Linked DNA regions of Sus scrofa: regions 2, 3, 4, 5 and 6 are each linked to region 1. Evidence: chromatin contacts called from public Hi-C and HiChIP or PLAC-seq data. All regions are on one chromosome and are shown on one strand. The core of a region is the stretch at or near the end of the contact, and the rest is flanking DNA. Distances in the headings are between cores, read along the strand shown.

Region 1 (3,345 bases), core at 548-3,047:
CCTGCTCTGAGGTCGGGGCTACACAAAGCTTATCAACAGAGACTCTTGCAACTTCAGGGCTTCTGGCCCTGCTGATATTTGACAGTGTGCAGAGCTGACCTTGGTATTTCACCCAGCTGGCTTTGGGCTCAGCAGGGCCTCCAAATAGAGAGCCTGGCCATGATACCTACGAAGAGAATGGACTAGGTTGCCTGGGACTCTGCCTCTTACCTGTTATGTGATCTTGGACAAGTTACTTAAGCCATTTGTGTTTCTGCTTCCTCAGCTGCAAAATGGGAATAATAATAGTATACACAGGTTTGTTATGAAAGACCAGATGAGTCAGTATTTGTCAAGTGCCTACAATATACCTGTCCCATGGTAAGGGCTGCAGAAGTATTTGTTTTAAAAATAAATAAATATAAGACAGGCAGAAACAGCCATTGCTGTCTGGCCCCTCTTTGTCTGAGGTCACATCTTCCCTGACATACATCTGAAACAGCAAAAGATGCAAAGAAGGCCTGAAATTTCTTTTGCTCGCTGCCGACTGCCCCATGTGGTCTCAGTTGGTGTGTGTGGGGGTGCTCTGGGGGGGAAGCCGGGGCTGAGGGGGAAGAAGGAGAACCCACAGGAGGCTTAGAGCCATGAAACACCTACGGGGTGGGATAGCAAGCAGCTCATTTAAACCTTATGAGGCAGGAAAATGCTGCCCTCGTTTTACAGATGGGGAAACTGAGGCTCAGAGGGGTGAAGTAACTGGGCCACCGTCCCATGCCTGTGAGTGGTGGAGTTTGGATTCAGCCTCAGGCACCCTGCATATTCCATAAGTATGATATTTACACAGGGGAACTTTCCTGTACAGGATCCTAAAGGGTTAACATAAGCAACAATCCCCAGCTGAAAGATTCTTAAGGAGTGTTTACCTAAAAGGCCCTATAACAAACCATTCTGTAATATGCTCTATTTCTCTGTACTTAATTTGGTAAATTTAAATTTTCCCATATTGTATTTTCTTCCAATATATAGCATGTCTTACTGTTCAAAAAATAAATTCCAAGGCTGAAACTCAGCTAAAATTCTTTTGAGGAGAGTGGGGGGAGAAGCGATCAGTACTGGGGCGTTTTGCCCTTTCTCATTTGCTTGTTTTTTTTTTTTTTTTTTTTTTTTTTTTAAGTGTAGAATACAGTATCTAAATATAGGAACTGCCTTAAAATAGCTGAATCTCAGTAGCCTTCCCCAGCAATAAATGGCCATTTTGTTGCCAATTCCAGGCACGCGGTCTTAAAGCTCAAACCTGGCTTAGACCAGTTGAAATCATCAATAACTAAATACCTCACAGGTCCAAATTCCTCCAGAATAGCAGCAGAATTCCCTTCTGCTCTCTGCTGTGCTGATGCCACCTTTGCAAATGCCATTTCCAAAGAGATATAATCAGACATTGCCCAGTGGGTGTGTGTGTGTGTGTGTGTGTGACCATGATCAAGTTCAAGCAAAATGGAGATGTTCCAGGAGACTTCCCTATTCTTTCCCTTTAAGAAAAAAAAAATCCCTAAAGCTCCACCCAACCCCACCCTTAGCGGCTAAGGTTCTGACTAGCAGTGCTAGAGATAGAGCCAAGATGAAAAGAATTGGAAACAAAAAGAGCTTTTTTTTTTTTTTTTTTTTTTTTTTGGTGAAACTTTTGTTCTCACTCTTATTCCCTACTCCCCCCACCCCAAATTATAGAGTCAAATTGTAGATCTGGGATTGCCACCTGGGGACATCTCCCTAGCCCTGGGCCAGTCCCTTGCAGGCTGAGGTCAGTCTCAGCCCCCAACAGGGGCAGAGGGGAATTAACCCTTACAGAAGACGTGTGATAAGCTCCAACGGCCCCACCTTTCACTTCGAGTGCCAACCTTTCCTCCTTTTATGCTTTTGGCTTCAGAGTAGTTCTTAGTCTTCTGCCAGGAGGTTAGAGGGTGCAAACAGCCAAGAAGCAGCTGCAAGGAAGCTGTGAAGTGCCTATCTTGTAGGTAGGGCGACTGCTGCAGGCGGGAGAGACCAGAGAGAGATTAGGTGAAACATTAGCCAGGATCTTTTGGATTCAGTCCAGTGTCTTTCAATTATTTCTTTATGCGTGTTTGGTCCTGGGCTTATTTGGCATTGGACAGGCATCCATTAGAAGATTTCACAATGATTTGCCATGTTACAGTTCTAAACAGATGTGAACTCGTCACCAAAGGAAATTTATGTTTTACCATCTTTTCTCCCCACCTCTCCCTGGGGAGCTGCAGGGAAAAGCACTCCAAGCGAATGAATCAAAATGACTAGGTAATGCTCTAAAAATAATAAACGGTGTTGTAGTCTGGATCTCTTTCAAGTTTGAGCTCATTTTGTGAGCATGAAGATTCATATGTCACATCACATGTATATATTTTTTATTAGAGTGAAGTGGGCAATTGCATAGGAACAGATCAGTTATTAAGACACACAAATGCAATTATTCTCATCACACTGGACTGCATTTTAACCAAGTTAATTAAGCAACTTGGCCAAGGAGGGGGCAAAGGGTAGGTGCCTTAATGATTCCTTAACTTGCCTCCAGAAGCCAGTTATGCAAATCAGGACAGGCTATAGGCTTTGGGCTCTGAAATCATGGCTGGGCAGAAATTGAGGTGCAGAGTTAGAATTATAACAAAAGGGAAAAGATATGTTGTGTTTTCCTGGGCTTCCCTCACCTGCTAACAGAAGATCTATGTCATCAGACAAAGGCAGAAGGACTAGAAATTTTTGAAAACCGATTCCAAAATATTAGCAGATAATTAAGAAAAAACAAACAAGCTGGTAACATTATTATCATCATATTTTCAAAATACCTTCCTAGAGGTCAGCTCCAAAAGAGTGTTTTTTATATGAAAAGAAATCTATAGCTGAGTCCTGGGTTCTCCATCATCAGAGTGAGGTTAGAGAAACTTCAGAGTGGGGTTGGGAAGGGAAATCTGTATTAGAAAAAAGGAAAGCATGGATGGTCTGGTTGGGTTCTTTTCTTATTTTAACTGATGCAGTTTTTTATTTATTTATTTTTTTTTCTTATTTTGCTTTTTAGGGCCGCCCCTGTGGCATATGGAGATTCCCAGGCTGGGGGTCGAATCAGAGCTACAGCTGCCAGCCTACACCACAGCCACAGCAACACCAGATTCAAGCCACGTCTGTGACCTACACCACAGCTCACAGCAACGCCGGATCCTCCACTCACTGAATGAAGCCAGGGATCAAACCCACATCCTCCTGGATACTAATCTGATTTCCCTATGCCATGAAGGGAACTCCCAGTTCTTTAATTCTTAATGGGCTTCTTTCACTAATATATGTCCCAAATATCTGAGA
Region 2 (3,675 bases), core at 630-3,129, 140 kb before region 1:
TTTTCCAAATAAGGTCACAGTCACAGATTCCAGGTGGACATATCTTTTTTTGGGGGGGGGCACCTTCATCCCACTGCACCAAGCGAGTGTCTTTCATTCAGCCTCTTCCTCTCCTTTTCCTTTGGGGTGAGCCTGCCTGCTGAGAATATGTGTTCTGCTCTGATTCTCCTCTTGTAGGTTTTCGAGGAGTCATGCCCTCCGTCAGAAAACCTGTGCAGCCATGCAATTCTTGTGACTGCATGGATATATCTAATTCTGGGTTTAGGGCTAGAAAGCCACTTACCTGAAGCCATAAAGCCTTATTCTTCCATGTCAACTTCATCAAGAAAGGTGATGGTTTGGTCTCCATTCTACCCTATTCTTCAGTTTCACCTAGGTTAGAATTCAGGAATAGAAGGTGTCCTTTTCCCAGCTACCTTGAAAATTCAACCGATATTACTTTAGGCTCCGATCAAATGTCAGCAACTTTCTGAATTCTTCCCTCATTCTCCCAGGAAGAATTAGTCATCTTTTCTGGACCTTCACCCTCCTTCGCAATTCTCTTCTGTTAGTACTTCTTCCCTTGGGATTATAGTTGTGCATAGGCTGGCTGTCTCCCCTTCTGCATCCCCTGTGGTCTGTGAATAAATGATTGGGGCAAGCAGGAGCTACGTACTGCAGCACAGGACACATCGTTAGCCACCATGCATCCATTATTCTGTCATGCTTTTGATTTCATTGTCATCTTTGTTTTCTTAGTTGCTGTGGGTCATGAATAAGAAAGGAAATCTCATTTTTTTTTTTTGCCGGCAGTAGGATCTAAAGTGTCTTATACTTTTTTGCAAACCAATATATGGACTTTATGTACTAAAAACAGTGGTCTTTATACTGCTTTATATATATATCTTATAATTGAGGTGGGTTTTTTTTTGCCTTTGAAATACAAAGAGGCATACAAAAGAACATAAAACTCACGCATCCCCCCACCATCCAGAGTCCCTGTCAACTCATCTTTCCAGTTTATTCTCTGTTAACTCTGCAGATAAGTATGTAATTAACTCACTAATAATACTATACAACTTATATGTACTGATTTTTGTCTAACGTTCTATCAGTGAGCATTTTTCTTTCTCATGATATATTCTCCAACTCATGATCCTTTGGAAGGCTGTATAATAGTCCCTCTTAAAAATATTATTTATTCAACTATTTTCTTCTTGTGGGGTATTTAAATGGTTTATGATCTTTATGTATTAAAATAACGTTCAAAATGTATTCGTAATGTAATAATCGGTATCACATTTTTGTCTGACATTATTTGTAGCCAAGCTGAGTAGTTGACACAGTCCAACTCAAGATGGCAAACAATACACTAGGACATTGTTCTGGAGAAAAGTCAGTTGATCTGATTGCCAGCCCGGACCACACCCTCTACTGATGCAAGCTGCTGCAGACAGTGCTCTATGCATGGGCTGACACAATGTAAACTGGAGCCTTGCTTCCCTGGCTATAGTGGACTGAACTGAGAATTGATGCCTAACCCAAAGGCAGTTGTAGGGTCGGATGTCCAGTAGCCAATGAGGCCAGCTGATGCAAGAACTCCATCGGCAGGGTCACTGTATCCTAGATGATGACTGGCCATTCAAACAGAGCCTCTTTCACACAATTTGAATTTGAGACCTTTTGAGAGGGACCAAGCCAAAAGGTTGGACAGAAATGGGTGGACACCGTGAGAGAAGTCCAAAAGCCCCCGTCTCCATGGCAGCGGGAGCCACAACAAGGCAGGAACGATGGAATAGAGAAAAGAAATGTGGCGAGGATTTGGCAGCAAGAGCAGAGAACGCAAAGGCAGAGAGTAGCTGAGTCACCATATTGGCAGAGCAATAGAGAGGGAGCAACAGATGCCCACTGCTGAAGCAATGTCAAGAAAAACAGGTGGCTGGAGGTATACTGTGTCCTGAGTGACATTCCCAGCTCCGCCAGGCAGCTGCTGAAACTGCTTCCTGCTCTTCCCCACTTCCTCGTGTATCCTGGCAATGCACCACACTAAGCCGAGTCACCAGAGCACCTCCCTTTTCCTGGGACCCTGAAAGAGCCTCATCAGTTCCATGTCGTATTCATATCTCTATTATGGCACATAGCAGGTGGCATTATGATTTGTTTTTATGATTCTCCCTGACTAAACTTCTGAGGTCAAGGACCGTGTTCTCTGCCTTTTTGAAACCACCTCAGCAGCTGGAACATACGTTTTCATTGTATGCATATGAATTGTTTCCTGATTGATTGACTGGTGAGAGGTATGAGTGTGCATGTGGTTTAAACAGCCTTCAAAACACAGGAGCTCAACTAGGGAACATATATATATATATATATATATATTTTTTTTTTTTTTTGTCTTTTTGCTATTTCTTTGGGCCGCTCCCGCGGCATATGGAGGTTCCCAGGCTAGGGGTCGAATCGGAGCTGTGGCCACCGGCCTACGCCAGAGCCACAGCAACGCGGGATCCGAGCTGCGTCTGCAACCTACACCACAGCTCACGGCAACGCCGGATCGTTAACCCACTGAGCAAGGGCAGGGACCGAACCTGCAACCTCATGGTTCCTAGTCGGATTCGTTAACCACTGCACCACGACAGGAACTCCTAGGAACATATTTCTAAAGGAGATACATTTCTGCTTTTTATTTTGTCAGCTATTAATAAGGGCATCAAAAATTTTTTTTTTTGAAAGATGGAGTTCACGTCCATTTCCTTTTTTAATGGCAGAAGTAATGAACTAAAAAAAAAAAAAAAAAAAAAAATCCCAAATCGACAGTTTATCTTAGACAACAATCTTCATGATCAGTTACAGGAAATGAATGACCACAATACTGAGGAAATTTTGGGGTATCAACCCTTTTCTTTAAAAAAAAAAATTATTATTGTTGAATTACAGTGTTTTCAATTTCTGCTGTACAGTAAAGTGACCCAGTTATACATTTATAGACATTCTTTTTCTGATATTATCCTCCATTATGTTCCAGCATAAGTGACTAGGTATAGTTGCCTGCGCTATACAGCAGGATCTCATTGCTTATCCACTCCAAATGCAATAGTTTGCATCTACCAACCCTAAACGCCCAGTCCATCCCCCTTCCTCGCCCTCCCCCTGGAAACCACAAGTCTGTTCTCCAAGTCCATGAGTTTCTTTTCTGTAGACAGGTTTATCTGTGCTGTATATTAGATCCAGATATAAATACCACATAGTATTTGTCTTTCTCTTTCTGACTTACTTCAGGGTATCAAAACTTTTAATCCCATGGAGTTCCCATTGTGGCACATTGGAAATAAATCCGACTAGGAACCAAAAGGTTGTGGGTTCGATCCCTGGCCTCGCTCAGTGGGTTAAGGATCCTGTGTTGCCATGAGCTATGGTGTAGACGTAGGTTGCAGACGTAGCTCTGATCTGACATTGATGTGGCTGTGGTGTAGGCCGGTAGCTGCAGCTCTGATTAGACCCCTAGCCTGGGAACCTCCATATGCCGTGGGTGTGGCCCTAAAAAGACAAAAACCCAAAACTTTAATCCCATGAATTTTAATTATAATAATGGCTGGGCAAACATTCTGTTTTAATTTTGTGTTTCAATAAAACGCATTTTGAAAAATATGTTTTTATTCACCGAGCATGTATTGAGGCTGCCTCCTATCAGATATGGCC
Region 3 (3,341 bases), core at 367-2,866, 170 kb before region 1:
AGAATGGCATGTATATAAGCGTAGGTGCATTTGGGGGGCACGGGGGAAGGGGACCCTGGCCAGAGCAAAGGGATCAGACTCGAAAAAGCCAAAAGCTGGTGTCTTGGACTAGGAAAGAGTTAAAATGACTTCACAAGATGAAAAAATGGTCTAACGCAAATACAGAGAGGTCCCCGAATACCTGGGTGCCTCCACAGCTTTTCTATGTCCCCACCTTCTCCTTTCCTCCAACAAACAATGCAGTGGGCGAGTCCCTTTGGCAAGGTTTTCACAGTTTCCAAGCAGCTCTTTCGGCCATGATTGTGAGTCAGGTTGAATGATCTGGAGGATTTCTGGTGAGTGGATGTGGAGACTCTGCGCTTTCTTCATTGTCCCTAGAAAAAGCGCGAACAATTAAAAACTTTAACAAACCAATTCTTTAGGAAGCCGAAAGAGGCAGAGAATAAAGTTTCCAGGGAAAGAAATGAAAACTGATTCTGACAAGAGCAACCTAAAAGTTGACAGTAAAAGTGGCAGGGGAAGACTTTTCAAGGAAAAGAAGGGAGAGGGTGTGTTATCCAGATTTCATTTGCAAAGAGAATCAGCCCTTTGTGCCCAACTTTGCCTCCAGGCCAGCAGGGGCCACAGGCCCCGCCCTTCGGAGGGGTGGGGATCCTTTCAGTCTTCCTCCTTTTTCTCTTCCCCCTCCTCCTTCTCTTTCTTTCACTCTCTCTTTCTGTATTGCTGTCTGTCTGTCTGTCTGTCTGTCTCTGTCTCATCTTTTAAAGGTGAAACGTTTATGGTATCACCGGTGTTCGGATTTGGAACATTTTAAGGAGATGCTCACCGCCACGAATCTAGATGAAGAAAGGAAGTGAATTTTAGTTGAACCTGTTTTGAAAATACAGCACTTCTCTTTTAAGAAACCAAGAGGAAATAAATAACTAGATAGAATTTGTTGAACCTCTGGGAGTCCAGAGCTGCTCTTCAGCTCTCCGAGAGAGCCAACAGTCCAAAGTTCGTCATTCACCAGAGTATTACATAGATGCAATGATTCGATTAGATGCCGGACATAGAAGTTGCTCTTAGAAGTTTAACTTTCTCGTCCGGGAAACAGACCACACATATGTGGAACAACTAAGGAGAATAAAGTGCAGTCAGACTTCTAAGAAGGGAATGCTTAAGTGGGCTGGAAGAATGCATCGGATCAGCCACAGACAAATACTGAACGTCAGGAGGGATATGGGTAAATAAAAGTAGTGGTTTCAAATGATGGAGTACCATCAGCAGCCAGGAGTATTGAAATAAATCTATATGAAGCCACATGGATAAGTCTCAAAATACTGTGGAATGAATAAAGCAATTTTTAGGATGTGTATAATCTTATACCACATAAGTAAGAAAAACACGGAAAATAACATCATTTATTCTGAGTGTGTGTGTCTCTTTAAGGATCTGGAAGGAAGCACCTTGAATCATCATCATCATGGCTCCTTTTTGAGGCATCAGGATAAAGATGCCAGTCAAAGGTCTCTGTAGTTTCATCTGTTTTGTGCTGGCTTTGCGTTTGGCAATGCACTCTGGTGACTGGGAGTCTAGAGGCCCAGCTTTCTCCTGCAGAAAGCAGCTGAGGGTTTTGTAAATGCCTTGCCTTCTCCTAATACACCACGTGACTTCCTGGTAGCCAGGGCCTCTCAGAGGTCCCAGAGCTGGGTCTCTTCCATTTTTTTGAGGCTTCCAGCGTAGTAATAAATGAAGAAATGCCAAGAGAATGTTACAACCAGCAGAGCACATTTCAGTGTTTTATATTTGGCCATTAAAGTTGTGGGTGAGTCCTTTCTTTTCCATCCTGTTGGGGGTATCTCTGAGATACCGTCAATAGTCTATTTTATGTCCCGAGCCAATCGATAGTCTTCCTGCTGCACTCCTCCAAGAGGTCCCCCAGGGAACCCGGAGAAGGCTCTGCGTGGAGCAGGCTGGTGGCCCCATAGTGGGAGGGCCTGTGAGGGCAAGCCCCAGTGCCTTCCATCCTTCCCCAGGGTCCAGTTTTCCCCAGGCCTGGCATTTGCATCTATAGCTTCTTGCCTGCAAAATGGGTTGTTTCAATTCCATGCACATGTCCTAGAACATCAAATGGAGAAAATGTTATCTTTCCAAGCATCCTCCTCTTCCTCCATCCAGGGCATTTAAGGTCAAATGCACTCTGTACCAGCCCTCCCACCCAATGCTGCAGCCTCCCATGTCCAGAGAGAATTGGCTCCAACTGTATCACTACAGCTTCAGAGATGTAACATGGCCAATGATTTAATTTTTTATTTTTAGTTTTTTGGACTTTTTAGGGCTGTACCCATGGCATATGGAAGTTCCCAGGCTAGGAGTCGAATCAGACCTGCATCTGCCAGCCTACAGCACAACCACAGCAACGCCAGATATGAGCTGCATCTGCAACCTACACCACAGCTCAAGGCGACACGGGATCCTTAACTCACTGAACGAGGCCAGAGATGGAACCTGCATCCTCATGGACTCTAGTCGGGTTCTTAACCTGCTGAGCCACAATAGGAACTCTCGTGTTATTTTTTTCACTAGGAAATGTTTATCCTAAGAAGTTGCAAAGGGGCATAACTGATTAAAATGTGCATCTACTTCACTTTATAAAAGGGCCAGGGATTTCATCTTAAAGTCTTTTGCGCTTGGTGAAATTCTCATACATATCTAGAAAAGTTGATAGCCTCAGCCAGTTATGAGCACACTTTGGAAGCATTTTGAGCTGATCTCCCTCCTTTTAATACGATATCAAGAGTTTAATCTAAAGCGTTCTCATTGTGGCAGCACTGCTAATCATTTGAAAGAATACATTCATCTAAACAAATACTACACTCTAAAGAGGACCAAATGCTAATGCACATTTTATTGGATGAAAAGACAAACAATATAATTATAGTTGAATTTCAGGGAAGCAAAGGTAGTAAAACAAAGTTTACATCAGAGCCCAGGGCCGGGTTCATGGTAGCCGTACATTTTTCGAAGTTTGGAAAGTTCCACCAGACTCACAAAAGGGAAAATGTCTATCAGTTTTTCTTTTGTTCTTTTCAGATTCTGTTCAAGGGCACACAGAGCCAGCAGGTTCACCCGAAAGCTATTGAGCATTAGCTGGAACACATTATGCGGGGTGAATTTCTTCTGGAATGTTGCCAGGGGTTTTTTATGCTTCTGTGGTAGGCATTTCTTGAACATTGTCATTTAGCCAAGCAAAGAACATTTGCTTAAAGGATAGAAAATGTTTAAAAATTCTTGTTTGTTTAAAAGCAGGTTAAATAGCAATATGATCTTAGGGCAGGGCAGCGAAAAGCACTTATTTC
Region 4 (3,488 bases), core at 361-2,860, 170 kb after region 1:
TCGGATGTGCCCCCCCCCAATTTTTTTTAATTGAAAAATATGCTGCATATTCTTAAATGTTCACCTCACAAGCAAAGGTTCTAGCATCAGCCACAAAGGAATGTTCAGCCATCAAGGTGAGCTGGAGGGCCCTGCAGGGGGAGGGGAGATGAACAGCGGCTATTGCAGGAGCTGGGTGATGCGTCCACAGGGAAATCAGGCCTCTCAGGCAAAATCAGAAGCATGCATTCCAGATTGCTGGTGCTACTGGGCTCCCTCCCAGTCCTGTTCCCTGGCAGGCTGGAGGATTCTGCAGGCAAGCCCCAGAGTCCTCTTCAAAATTTCCCATCCCCAGGAGTTCCCTTCTTGGCTCAGCAGTAACAAACTCCACTAGAATCCATGAGGACGTGGGTTTGATCGCTGGTCTCGCTCAGCGAGTTAAGGATCGGGCATTGCCGTGAGCTGTGGTGTAGGCTGCAGACATGGCTTGGATCTGGAGTGGCTGTGGATGTGGCGTAGGCCAGTGGCTGCAGCTCCGATTAGACCCCTAGGCTGGGAAGCTCCATATGCCGCAGGTTCAGCCTAAAAAGCAAAAAACAAACAAAAACACCAGTCTCTCCTCCTCTGAGCAGCTCAACCAAGGAAATGAGCCTCCTTCACACACCAGCAGGACTAGGAATGCACGGAGGGAGGGGCCAGGCAGGATCACTCTCTGTGCTAAGAGAATTCTAAACTGAGTCTTGTCAGGAAATGCAACCTGGTGTTAAGCCGTGTAATTCTACCCAAGGAGCCTCACTTCCTATTTCTTTTTAATTGTTTCCTCTCTCTGTCCATGGGAGCAATTTAAGTCCCTCTGATGCCCCCACTAACAGTCTATTGGATGACAATAGACCAGAAAAGGGAAGATATTCCAGAAATAGGAAACCACCATGAAAAACGCCTGCTGAGAATTTCATTAAGCCTCGGGTAGCTGGACCACTCCCGGTCATTGAATCATTTGGAATGTAAGGGGATCTGAAATAGCAGTGGGATATATTTCTGGTGGTCTTCCAGCTGCGCCGGACAGGGGGTGTGGTTGGTCATCCATCCAGCAAGCATGTCTTGAGTGCCTGCACCACACTAGGCATTGACCATTGACCATAGCTAAGAGCTCATGGGTGGTGGACCAGGACAGGCCAAAGCCAGAGCTAGCGCTTGCTCAGGATATATTATCTCATGTAATCCTCCCAAACATCTATAAGCATCTTTCTGTTATGACTCCCCATTTATGATCAAGATAATGAAGGCACAGAAAGGTTAAGTAGTTTTCCCGAGATCACAGAGCTGAATCATGGACCACCCAGGATGGAGCCCAGTTCACTCCATGTCTCCTGAGAAAGATACCCAAGGAAGACGGTATGACCCACCCTGAACAGCTTTTCCAGGCTTTGCCCTCAGAAAGTCCCTTAGAGCGAATTCAAATGTCTCCTGCTCCCCTTCCAGTCTATTTCCTCCTGCTCAGCTCCAAGGGGGAGCTGGAAAAGAATGGGGCGGGGCAGCTTCTGAGAAGCTGAGGGACGGAGTGGGGCGGTCCTGAGCTGGCACTGGAGGGAGAGCGGGTTCCTTCTACGGGAACTGCAGCTCCCCTCCCCCCAGCGCCCTGGGAGCCCTGTTTACTTCCTGGTTGAGGCCTCAACTCCTTCCCAGCCTCCACCCTCGGAGCGCCAAGGGTCATTTGCCTGAATTCTGCCTCTGATGCAACACATCTGGCATTTTGTCAAGCTGACACCACTCCCAGAAGAGGACAGACAGGGCTTTTGTGGCCCTTTGGAGAAGAGGCCCTTAGGTAAACAATGGATTCCATGCCTTGAACCCCCACCAACCTGGGGCCTAGGTTCTACTCATCAGAGGTTAAACCATGACCTGAAGCAGCTCTCTAGCTCAACTGAGCGTGCTGGCAACACAAAATGCTGTGTCCTGTAGCACTACCCGTGGGTACCTCGGTCTGGGAAGGGGCTCATGGACATGTGTTTCTAAGAAGTTTCCAGGTGATGCTGATGTTGCTGGTCCAGGGACCCATGCTCTGCCTCCCGGGATTGCTTTGTAGAATTCTTGGCACTACATTCGCCCCAGCAACAGCATTCCTATAAATCACAGCTCCAAACCCAATTCCGGCACAGCATGATGTTTAAAATCCCAGGAGCATGAATATGTGTGTGAGCTAAGAGGCAGAGGGAGCGAGGACATGAGGACAAGGAGCCCTGGCTGAACGGCAATTGGAGAATAAACCTCTTCAGGCTTAGGGGATGGAATTCAGAGAGAGCTGAATGGGCTTTCAGAGAAAGCCCTGTTTACAATCAGGCTTTCCACCTCATTGCTAAGAGGACCAAAGTTGGTCTGGGCAAAGCCAGCCCAGCCCTGCCCAGCCCTGCCCAGCCCTGCCCAGCTCAGCCCAGACCTGCCCGGGCAGGAGCGAGTCCATTTACCTCCCAGCCCCAGCTCAGCGGGTGCATTTGCATTCTCTTCCCCAGAAAGAAGGGGCATTTGTCTGCCTGGCCCTACCAGCTGTTAACAGCCTTCATCCAAGTCCTGGTGGGACCCTAGGATTTCAATATAAATCGCTGAAAAGGAAGGGATCCTGCCCCCTCGCTGGAGATCACCTACCCTGCTGGAAGGCCTGAGGTCAGGAGCTAGAGAATAGAGCAGATGCCTGACACACATGGTCCACTGAGGGATTTGACCTTCTCTTGTCTTATGTGAGGGGACATCACCCATGCAGCTCCCTCTGGATGGAAATCCCTTTCTCCTTGGCCTCTCTGTAAACTCCTAGTCTTCCTTCGAAACTCACATCAGGCCTTTTGTCTTTGGGAAGTGGTTCCTCAGCACCAGGCCTCCGTCGTCCCTGCCCCCTGCACCTTCGCTGCGCTGCGTTGCAGGCTTCCATGCTGTGCACGAGAGGAAGTATGAGCCTCTAAGTGTTCCGAGCATCCTTCGCTCTCCTTACCAGCTAAGCAGGCTCTTCCTACTTGGTTTCTGCCCCTCTCTCTCTCTCTTTCTCTGCATAGGGTTCCCCCTTCCCAGGATTTTCCTCTTCTCTTCTGTGATGTAGGACCAGGGCTGGGAGAAGAATATGGCAGAAACCGAGGAAAGAGGTGTTTGGAAGAGAGGAGAGCCTGGTGGTCTAGGGCCAGAAAGATATTTCCTCTAGGATACAAAAGGGAACACTGGATAGATCTGGGTAGTTTTCTGGTGGTTGGTTTGTTTCTCTGTTTTTAAGAAAAAGTGCCAAGATAGGCTCAGGGTATGAAGAACTAGGTACAAAAGGAAAGAGGTGATATTGAAGGTGGCTCTGGAGAATTCTCTTTTTTTTTTCTTTTCTTTTCTTTTGTGGCTGTTTTTTTTTTTGTTTGTTTGTTGTTTTTTGTCCTTGCCGGCAGCATGAGGAAGTTCCCGGTCCAGGGATCAAAACCTGTGCCCCAGCAACGACAAGGCTGGATCCTTAACTGCTAGGCCACCAGGGAACACCCAGG
Region 5 (3,300 bases), core at 267-2,766, 210 kb before region 1:
AAATGAAGTCATAATACCACTCCATACTTTTCTCCATATACCAGACTCTTGTGAGAATCAATATATTTAGTGTCTTGGGTGACATTAATGGAAAGATGTATTCTGAGTTTGTAAAATGTTTATTTTAGTGAAATACAAGAAGGTGAGCAATTACCAGTTTCCGTTTAACCTGACTTAGAAAAATAAAAGTCCCATGCGCATATTCTTTATCTAATATTTTTGTATACTGCTGTAAAATTTAAAGCAGAATCGAGTGTTCCCTTTTATCTGCCAAAGAAGTCGTTATGACAATTCCAGGTATTGTCTGCCATCTCCAAGAAAGCCCTTCCGAGAAAGGCTAGGTCCCAAAGGTTCGGGTCCAGAGGTCCGTCCCTCGGTCCCCACCGGATCGGGTCCCTAACGCTGCAGGCAGTTGCCTAAGGCGTTCTCCGCCTCCAGCCACGCTGCAATCCTCGCTCCAGACACTGCGGCAGGTTCTCTCCGTGCCCCGGAGGAGGTCTCTCCAAACCTGGCCAGCTCTTTCTCCTGCCCCCGGGGATCCAGACGCCCTGGCAGCTCCCGGGCTCCAGGACCGAGAATGCGATGCTGCCTCCACTCTCAATCGCCCCAAGTTTCTTCCCAGAGGGCCTGCTCCAAGTTTGCTCCCGCCGCTGGTGAGCGGCAGCGCGCCCCGTCGGCAGAGGGGGGCGGCGGGGGGCGCAGGCGGAGGGCGGGGAGGGGGAGGGCGCGCGGTGGGGGGGGGACCAGATGGGGGAGAAGGGGGAGGAGCAGGAGCGCGCGGCCTCTGTGCTACCTTTTTCCAAACAACGTTGCCACACGCGGAGAGCACTGAGATTTCTGGGGCTTAGGAGGGAATCGCGAGAGAGCGCGCGGGCGGCGGTCGGGGGACCACACAGGTGAGCCCCCGCCCGCGCCCTATCCGGGGCCGCGGCGGGCGCCACCGGCCTCGCTCCCCGCACCCGCCGATCCGCACGGTGGCTCTCCTCAATCCCACACTTTCCACTGCTTCACCGGGGGCCCCTCCGCCTCGCCTCCTCTACCCCACCCCCGGCTGCGAGGAGCTGTTGCACTTTCCCAAGCCCACGGGAGCCCCCACCTCCGCGCTGCACCCCCAGCCCATTCACCGCGCCCCCCTCCCCCCAAAAAAAGGAAACCAGACGAGCCGAAAACAGGGGCAGCGGGAGTCGGGGCGAGAAGGAAAGGTGAGGGAGAGGGGACTTACTTTTCGAGGCGCGGTGCTGAGCGCTGCAGGCGAGAAATAAAGGCCCAGACCTGGGCTCCCTGGAGCCCCGCGGATGCAGTGGTGTCAGCGCTCCAGTCCTGGCGGCGTTGGCTCTGGCGGCCGCAGGGGACCGGGACGGGGACTGGCGCGCGTGCGGCGGGCGCGGCACAGCTCGGCGGGCGCTCGCGCTGCGCTCCGGCTCGGGCCCCGGCTCCGCGCGGCTCCGCTCCTGGCTCCCCTCTGGCTCCTGGCACCAACTCCGGGCAGTCACATGACGCCGGCGCCGCTCGCTCTGCGAGCCTCCCGGGGCTGGCGGGGTAAGTAGAGGCTGGGACCCGGGGTGGGAGGGTCAGGGAGGGGAGAGGGAGCCGCTGCGGCCGCCCGGGCTGGGCGGGTCCCCACCCACTTGGGTGGAGGCAGCCGCCGGAGGGGTCGGCGGAGTCACTCGCGCAAACACGCACCCCGCCCTGCGCCCTTCCCCCGCCACCCCCTCCTCCTGCGCCGCCTCCGCCCCGCCCCGCCCAGTCACCCGGGGACGGCCTGACAGACACTCATTATTCCCCGGAGCCGGGCGCCGCCCCGCCGGCCCAACCTGTCCCGCGAGGCGCGGCGCGGCCGTGGGGCTGGGCGTACGCGGCGCGGCCCCCGCCCCAGAGCCCCCGCCCCCCGCCCCGGAGCCCCCGCCTGGGAGTCCCCGCCCGCACCCCCTCCCGTCGCCCTCCGCCCCGGAGCCCGCGGCCCCGCCCGGCCTGGACCCGCCGCCGCGCCGCCGCCCGAGCCCGGGGGGAAGGAAGGGCGGCACTGGCCGCTCCGGGCGTCACAGGGCTGCAGCCCGCTGCGCCGCTTCCAAAACACACAGGCGGGCTCGCGGGCGAGCCGAGGCGGGAGACCCGGGCCGGCCGGGGCCATCAATCAGCCAGCTCCGGCGGGAAGGGCGGCCCCGGGCGCGGCGGGAAGGGCTGGGCCCCGCGGCCAGCGCGGCCCCTCCTGGGCCCAGCGCACACAACTCTCTTAAAGAAAAAGCTGAAAAAGGCACCGCTGGGGAAGCGGCGGGTGGGCCGGGGCGGCGTCGGGAGAGAAAGAGCGGCGCGGAAAGGGAGGGCAGCTGGGGGACTGCAACCCTAAAATGGTCCCGCGTTTCCAAGGTCATTCGCCATCCTCTAGAGCGCTTTCTTTGTGCCTTGGGGCTCGGAGGCCCCCGTGTTGTCTTCCCCACGGGGGTGCGGCCCGGCTGGTGGTGCACCGCCTACCGGGACTTTTCTTTGAAGGCCGGGATAACGCCCCCCCCCCCCACCCCACCGCGAACAAACTTCCCACGGGCCGGGCCTGCAGCTGGAGCGAAAAGGCGGCCGGACGCAGCGGCATTTGCTCAGCCGGGCCTGTCGGAAAACTTGGCAAACTTGGGTCCGGATCCTCCTGCCCGGAGGGAGAACTCGGGGCGAGCTGAGGGCTTGGCGCGGCGGCCTTTCCTTTGGTGTCGCGTCCCCGGGACTGAGCACAAGCGTCCCCGGGGCGGGTGGCGCCGGGCTGGGCGGGGGGGGGGGGGGGCTTCACTGGAGCCTGGCGGCGGCGGAAACTCACTTTCTGTGCAAACCGGGCTCCTGGGAGGACTTTGTAGAGCTTGGTACCAGATTTAATGCTTTTTGAGTTTCTTTTTAAACAGTTTTAATGTAAGAATGCAATAAAAAGAACAAAGGACAAATTGGTTCAATTGTTTTCGTCCTGTGTAATGTTTAAAAACGCCCCTGCTGCAGTCTGTGGCTTGTTATTGCTTCAAGATGTTTTAAAGACTCTTCAAGTTCACCATTCTCACTTTGATGCTTCATCCAGGCATGGGGCCACTTAAAACGTAGAGATACAGTGTATTCGGATACACAGTATTATAAAATTAGTATGGGTAACCTCACTAACCTAAGTGAAATTGCTTATTGTAAAAAATGCATATACTTAAAAGCCCACGTGGAGAACACCCAGAACTGACACTGGTTCCTTCATATGCCATCATGCTGTCCCATAAGATTAATGTTTAAAATGTAAAAGAATGAGGGTTTCGTTTGTTTGTTTCAGCAGAAGATAAG
Region 6 (3,827 bases), core at 170-2,669, 230 kb before region 1:
TAATTTTCAGCTTTTCGGGTAGTGCATGGGCAAGAACGAGTCCTTTACTGTGCATTTTATGTACACCTGCCATTTCGTATTTTACAAATAATCATCTCCAATTTTACAAATAAGGAAAAATTAACTGGAGGCTCAGGGAGCTGTGGATGGTTTTGCCAACATGGCATTGATAGCAAGTAGCAGAAATCTAGGGCGCAGAGGGGAGGCTGTACTCTGCTCCCTAGTGCTGCACCTTCGTAACAGGATGGACCATCCAGAGTCTTACCACCTACCTCGGGGCACAAGGTTGGGTAGGCAGCACGAAGGCATCTAAGAGAGCAATGGCACTGCCTCGCTTTCTCTCAACTGTAACAAGATATCAAAGAGGCAGACTGCTTCTGCTCTTCTCACTTTTTAAGAAAAGGGGGGGAGAAGTCACTCAAATGTTTCTATTCAAATAGAGAATTAAACCAAATCTTCTTACGAATGCCTCCTGCTTAACATTTAGAACATTGGCTTGAGTAAACAAAGACCTCAACGTTCAGGTCAAAGGAGAAATGAAAAAGGAGAAAAGGAATAAAGGAACCATAAATCAGGTCTTACACACTCCACCTATGAAGGCGGGAAGGGTAAAATTTGAATGTTGTTATGTAAAATCATCACGGTGCCCCTATTCCCCAGATGTTTGAGTTACCTGAGGCTGCACCGAATTAAGAAAAGGGAACTTCGTTGTAAGGACTGAAACTATCTTTTGGTGAAACAACCTAATTAAATTCTATAAGCATCAGAAGTTGCAGACTAGAGCATGAAGGAGAAAAAGACGGTTAATCGCAAAAATACTTCTCCATATTTTAACTCCATGTATTCATATAAGTTACAGCATTACAAGCACAACTGTTACTTCGAATTCATTTTATTTCCTTTTTTTTTTTTTTTCCAGTGCATGCCCCTGCACTTCAATTGTATGGTGCCAACTTCATTTTAGATTTAAATTAGGCTCTGGTGCCACATTCTCATGCTTGATTAAAAGCACTGGAAGTAAACTGAACAGTAAAATCCATCACCAATGGTCCTGCATCATTTATGAAATAATCACATCCTCCAGTACCAAAAAATCTATTCATAGTTCATGGATATAATTAATGAAGACACTGTATACATTAATTTTCCTCCAATGTGATCATACAATAGTTGTGGGAAAGAGGTTGATGAACATGACAAAACAAAGAACACTAGAAATCAATTTAGTTTTTTGATTAATAAAGTTCTTATTGCTCTTAGTCAGATACATGGTTATCCAGTTAGCGTGTGGGGAATGTAAATGTTATTTCCTTCAAGCCACTCTGACTTAACTTTTCACTATACACAGTGGTAAACACTTCACCGTTTAGTAATCTCCATGGCAACTCCATTCCAAGGGCCTCAGAGTGACCCCCCGTGTCTTGTATAAACAGTTTTGGCAGGAGGCTCCACAGCCAACGCATAAGGATGATCTAATTTTTGCAAGCGTGTCATTACCAACCTTCAGATGCCCAGCTCCAGCCAAGTTTCTTTCTCCCCCTTGTGAGTGTTCTTCCAAGCCCGTGGAAGAAAAGAGCAAGACAGAGCTGGGAGTGTGTTCCTTATTTTGCGTTCACTAAACCAGACAGATCCTCTCAAGTTCAACCAGCTTTGAAGTCAGACACTTCCGCTGTCACCCATGTCCCACCTTCACAGCACTGGTGTTGCCCCTATCTTATAACACCTGCCCTAATTACCTGGTCCCCGGTGGCCCGAGAAGCATGTACAGGGACCTAGCTCACAAGAAGGGTAGCTTAGCACGAGGGTGTCGAAAAGACAATGACCCTAATTCCCTCTTCTCAGGGAAATGAAATTCCACCCTGGCCGCCAAGTTCATTCTTTGGCTAGCTTCTCCCCCAGTCACCTGGCAGTCACAGCTCCATGTGGCTGAAACGAGTTTAAGCAAATCACTTTATTCTTAACTGTATTTTTACACACAAAAGGTCCAAGGAGCTTCCCACCCTCCACCCCCAAGTTATGACCACTTAGAATAAATAAGAAGAGGGGTTCGATTTTGGAAAACTTACCACCGAGACAGGGTCCATGGCCTCTTGCTTGACAGGGACTGGGTCAAACATGAGCATTCTTTTAATTATGCTTTCTAGGGTGCTCGGGTGTTTGGCCTAGAAGACAAAACAAGGTGTCTGTCTAAGTCTTGAAGTTACTTTCAACATAAACTAGTAAAAATAAAATAGACCATTTCTCACTCCCCTTCTCCATTCCTTCTTCTTCCCTGCCCTCGGAGAGGCTGGAACTTGTTCCCCTTGCCTGTGAAAGATACCATTTTATATAATTTACACCAGATTCCATGGTCATAACCATGTGAAAGCCAACTGCCATTTCTAACTCAAATACGTAAACTCCGACGTTTCTGGAACAATAGGTACAGCCCCTGCTGAGCAGCTAAGCTTGCTGAAGAGTAGGTGCAGCTCAACGGGAAGAGGGAAATACCTTTTCTTTTCCTCTTATGCTCATTTCAGAAAAATCAGGAAAACAAAACAAAACAAAAACAGGCAGGCAGAAGACAACCTAGAACTAACTATTGTGAATATTTTTCTTCTTATTCCTCCAAACCCTCTTTTTAAATAGATTTTAGCATGCATGGTATATGGTTCCCATAAGTTCGCTTGATGATTTCCTGGGAAACCGTTTCTTTTTCAGTTACGTGTGGTTCCACACCATCAAATCCAGCGCCACTGTGTGAACCCATCAGATTTTTAAACATTCCTTTTATGGGGCACTCAGGTTTGCTTCCAAAGTTTCACCAGGACAGAGAGCAGTGAGCGTCTTGACACGTATATCCTCCCGTACATCCCTCATGACCTTTTAGGATCAATTGTGTCAAGGGGAATTCTTGAGTGAGAAGCACGCACATTTCCCCAAGCATTTGCTGTATCATCCAGCAGATACTCTATCATTTCCATCCATAAAATAGAACCCGCTTCCCAACGTTTCTACCAGCCATGTGTGTTATCATTAAAGAAAAAAACCCCTCAAGACATTGCCACTCTGTTCATATAAAAATGGCGAACTCTTTTTATTCCGCATTGATTGAATTATTAACGATGCATTGTTTTCTTCTTTATTTAGCATGGACGTTTCCTCTTTTGCGAAATGCCTACACGCAGGTCTTGAGCTCCCCCTTCCACCTCTTACTGTCTTCTAAGCACTGTGTATATAGTCAGGCTATTAGCTTGTGTTCACTCCAATTTCTCCTCATTAGGAAATAAGCCAAGCTTGAGCTTGCAAAGAAACTGTCCATTCTGCTCCCGTTTGGTCTTTCTCTTCTTGTGTTATGCTCGTGTTACCCCTTTTCTCCTATGTTCTGGACTAGTTTCGCTGCTAGCGCTAATGCACATCAAACCCACTGCTCCTCACACGACAAAATATGCCCCGTGCTGAACATTCAGCCGCATCTCATTGGTCACGGAATCCCTGCCCATGTGCTACCCAGAGCTTCAACACCTTGCTCCTGGGTTTACCTCCTCTATTCAAATTTGGTTGACGTGTCCAGCACCTTGGTGAGAAGTGAGGTTGTTAACGATGACTTTGGTTTGGGTGGGAAAATGAACAACTTCGAGACTGAGTTCTACCTGAGAAAGGTCTAGAAATCCCTAGGGCTAGATTACTTCCCGTATTTCCGCGTTTAAACTCCTCATCCCCACCTCCATGGTAGCAATCCTGCAATGAGCACTAGGGGGTAAATGCACAATTATAAAAGCAATACTGTGTAGTTCTTGGGCCTCCCTGCTCTGTTGAAGACACACTGCCCTGGGTCTCATGACAAC

Evidence for each region. A called contact is a pair of places that touch in the nucleus more often than the background predicts. HiChIP or PLAC-seq counts read pairs in DNA pulled down with a chosen protein or histone mark.
Region 2: a contact with region 1 is called in an H3K27ac HiChIP or PLAC-seq map of skeletal muscle. The contact joins two enhancer-like sites. A contact is called at or near these places in 2 of 2 datasets of contacts at active chromatin or transcription factors (alveolar macrophages and skeletal muscle).
Region 3: a contact with region 1 is called in a Hi-C map of liver, with 2.0 times the contacts expected there. The contact joins two enhancer-like sites. A contact is called at or near these places in 2 of 47 Hi-C or Micro-C datasets (liver and skeletal muscle) and 1 of 2 datasets of contacts at active chromatin or transcription factors (alveolar macrophages).
Region 4: a contact with region 1 is called in a Hi-C map of liver, with 5 times the contacts expected there. The contact joins two enhancer-like sites. A contact is called at or near these places in 1 of 5 promoter capture datasets (liver) and 2 of 47 Hi-C or Micro-C datasets (both in liver).
Region 5: a contact with region 1 is called in a Hi-C map of liver, with 1.8 times the contacts expected there. The contact joins the promoter of KLF3 here to the enhancer-like site in region 1. A contact is called at or near these places in 3 of 5 promoter capture datasets (fetal liver, fetal skeletal muscle and liver), 9 of 47 Hi-C or Micro-C datasets (fetal liver, fibroblasts, liver and 1 more) and 2 of 2 datasets of contacts at active chromatin or transcription factors (alveolar macrophages and skeletal muscle).
Region 6: a contact with region 1 is called in an H3K27ac HiChIP or PLAC-seq map of skeletal muscle, with 6 times the contacts expected there. The contact joins two enhancer-like sites. A contact is called at or near these places in 1 of 5 promoter capture datasets (fetal liver), 7 of 47 Hi-C or Micro-C datasets (fibroblasts, liver and skeletal muscle) and 2 of 2 datasets of contacts at active chromatin or transcription factors (alveolar macrophages and skeletal muscle).

What each region holds. Positions count from the first base shown.
Region 1 is chr8:29,811,158-29,814,502 of Sscrofa11.1, reverse strand. No RefSeq gene overlaps it. Among named protein-coding and RNA genes, the nearest start is that of KLF3, 210 kb to the left of the region's middle. Within about 2 kb of position 1,797, at least 23 of the 83 cell types and tissues checked have an H3K27ac peak or open chromatin away from gene starts, as enhancers often do. A contact at or near this core is called in fetal liver, liver and skeletal muscle, where this site is marked.
Region 2 is chr8:29,951,270-29,954,944 of Sscrofa11.1, reverse strand. The region is part of intron 2 of LOC100510918 (a long non-coding RNA gene); the gene reads left to right. Among named protein-coding and RNA genes, the nearest start is that of KLF3, 72 kb to the left of the region's middle. Within about 2 kb of position 1,879, at least 10 of the 83 cell types and tissues checked have an H3K27ac peak or open chromatin away from gene starts, as enhancers often do. A contact at or near this core is called in skeletal muscle, where this site is marked.
Region 3 is chr8:29,983,551-29,986,891 of Sscrofa11.1, reverse strand. The region is part of intron 2 of LOC100510918 (a long non-coding RNA gene); the gene reads left to right. Among named protein-coding and RNA genes, the nearest start is that of KLF3, 40 kb to the left of the region's middle. Within about 2 kb of position 1,616, at least 15 of the 83 cell types and tissues checked have an H3K27ac peak or open chromatin away from gene starts, as enhancers often do. A contact at or near this core is called in liver, where this site is marked.
Region 4 is chr8:29,637,968-29,641,455 of Sscrofa11.1, reverse strand. No RefSeq gene overlaps it. Among named protein-coding and RNA genes, the nearest start is that of MIR9840, 91 kb to the right of the region's middle. Within about 2 kb of position 1,610, at least 41 of the 83 cell types and tissues checked have an H3K27ac peak or open chromatin away from gene starts, as enhancers often do. A contact at or near this core is called in liver, where this site is marked.
Region 5 is chr8:30,023,194-30,026,493 of Sscrofa11.1, reverse strand. KLF3 (Kruppel like factor 3) reads right to left here and starts at 1,516. Exons shown (of 6, transcript NM_001134352.2): 1 at 1,223-1,516. LOC100510918 (a long non-coding RNA gene) reads left to right here and starts at 1,065. Exons shown (of 3, transcript NR_045041.1): 1 at 1,065-1,539.
Region 6 is chr8:30,038,978-30,042,804 of Sscrofa11.1, reverse strand. It overlaps KLF3 (Kruppel like factor 3), which reads right to left. Exons shown (of 6, transcript NM_001134352.2): 2 at 2,067-2,162. The coding sequence starts at 2,123. Among named protein-coding and RNA genes, the nearest start is that of KLF3, 16 kb to the right of the region's middle. Within about 2 kb of position 1,419, at least 21 of the 83 cell types and tissues checked have an H3K27ac peak or open chromatin away from gene starts, as enhancers often do. A contact at or near this core is called in skeletal muscle, where this site is marked.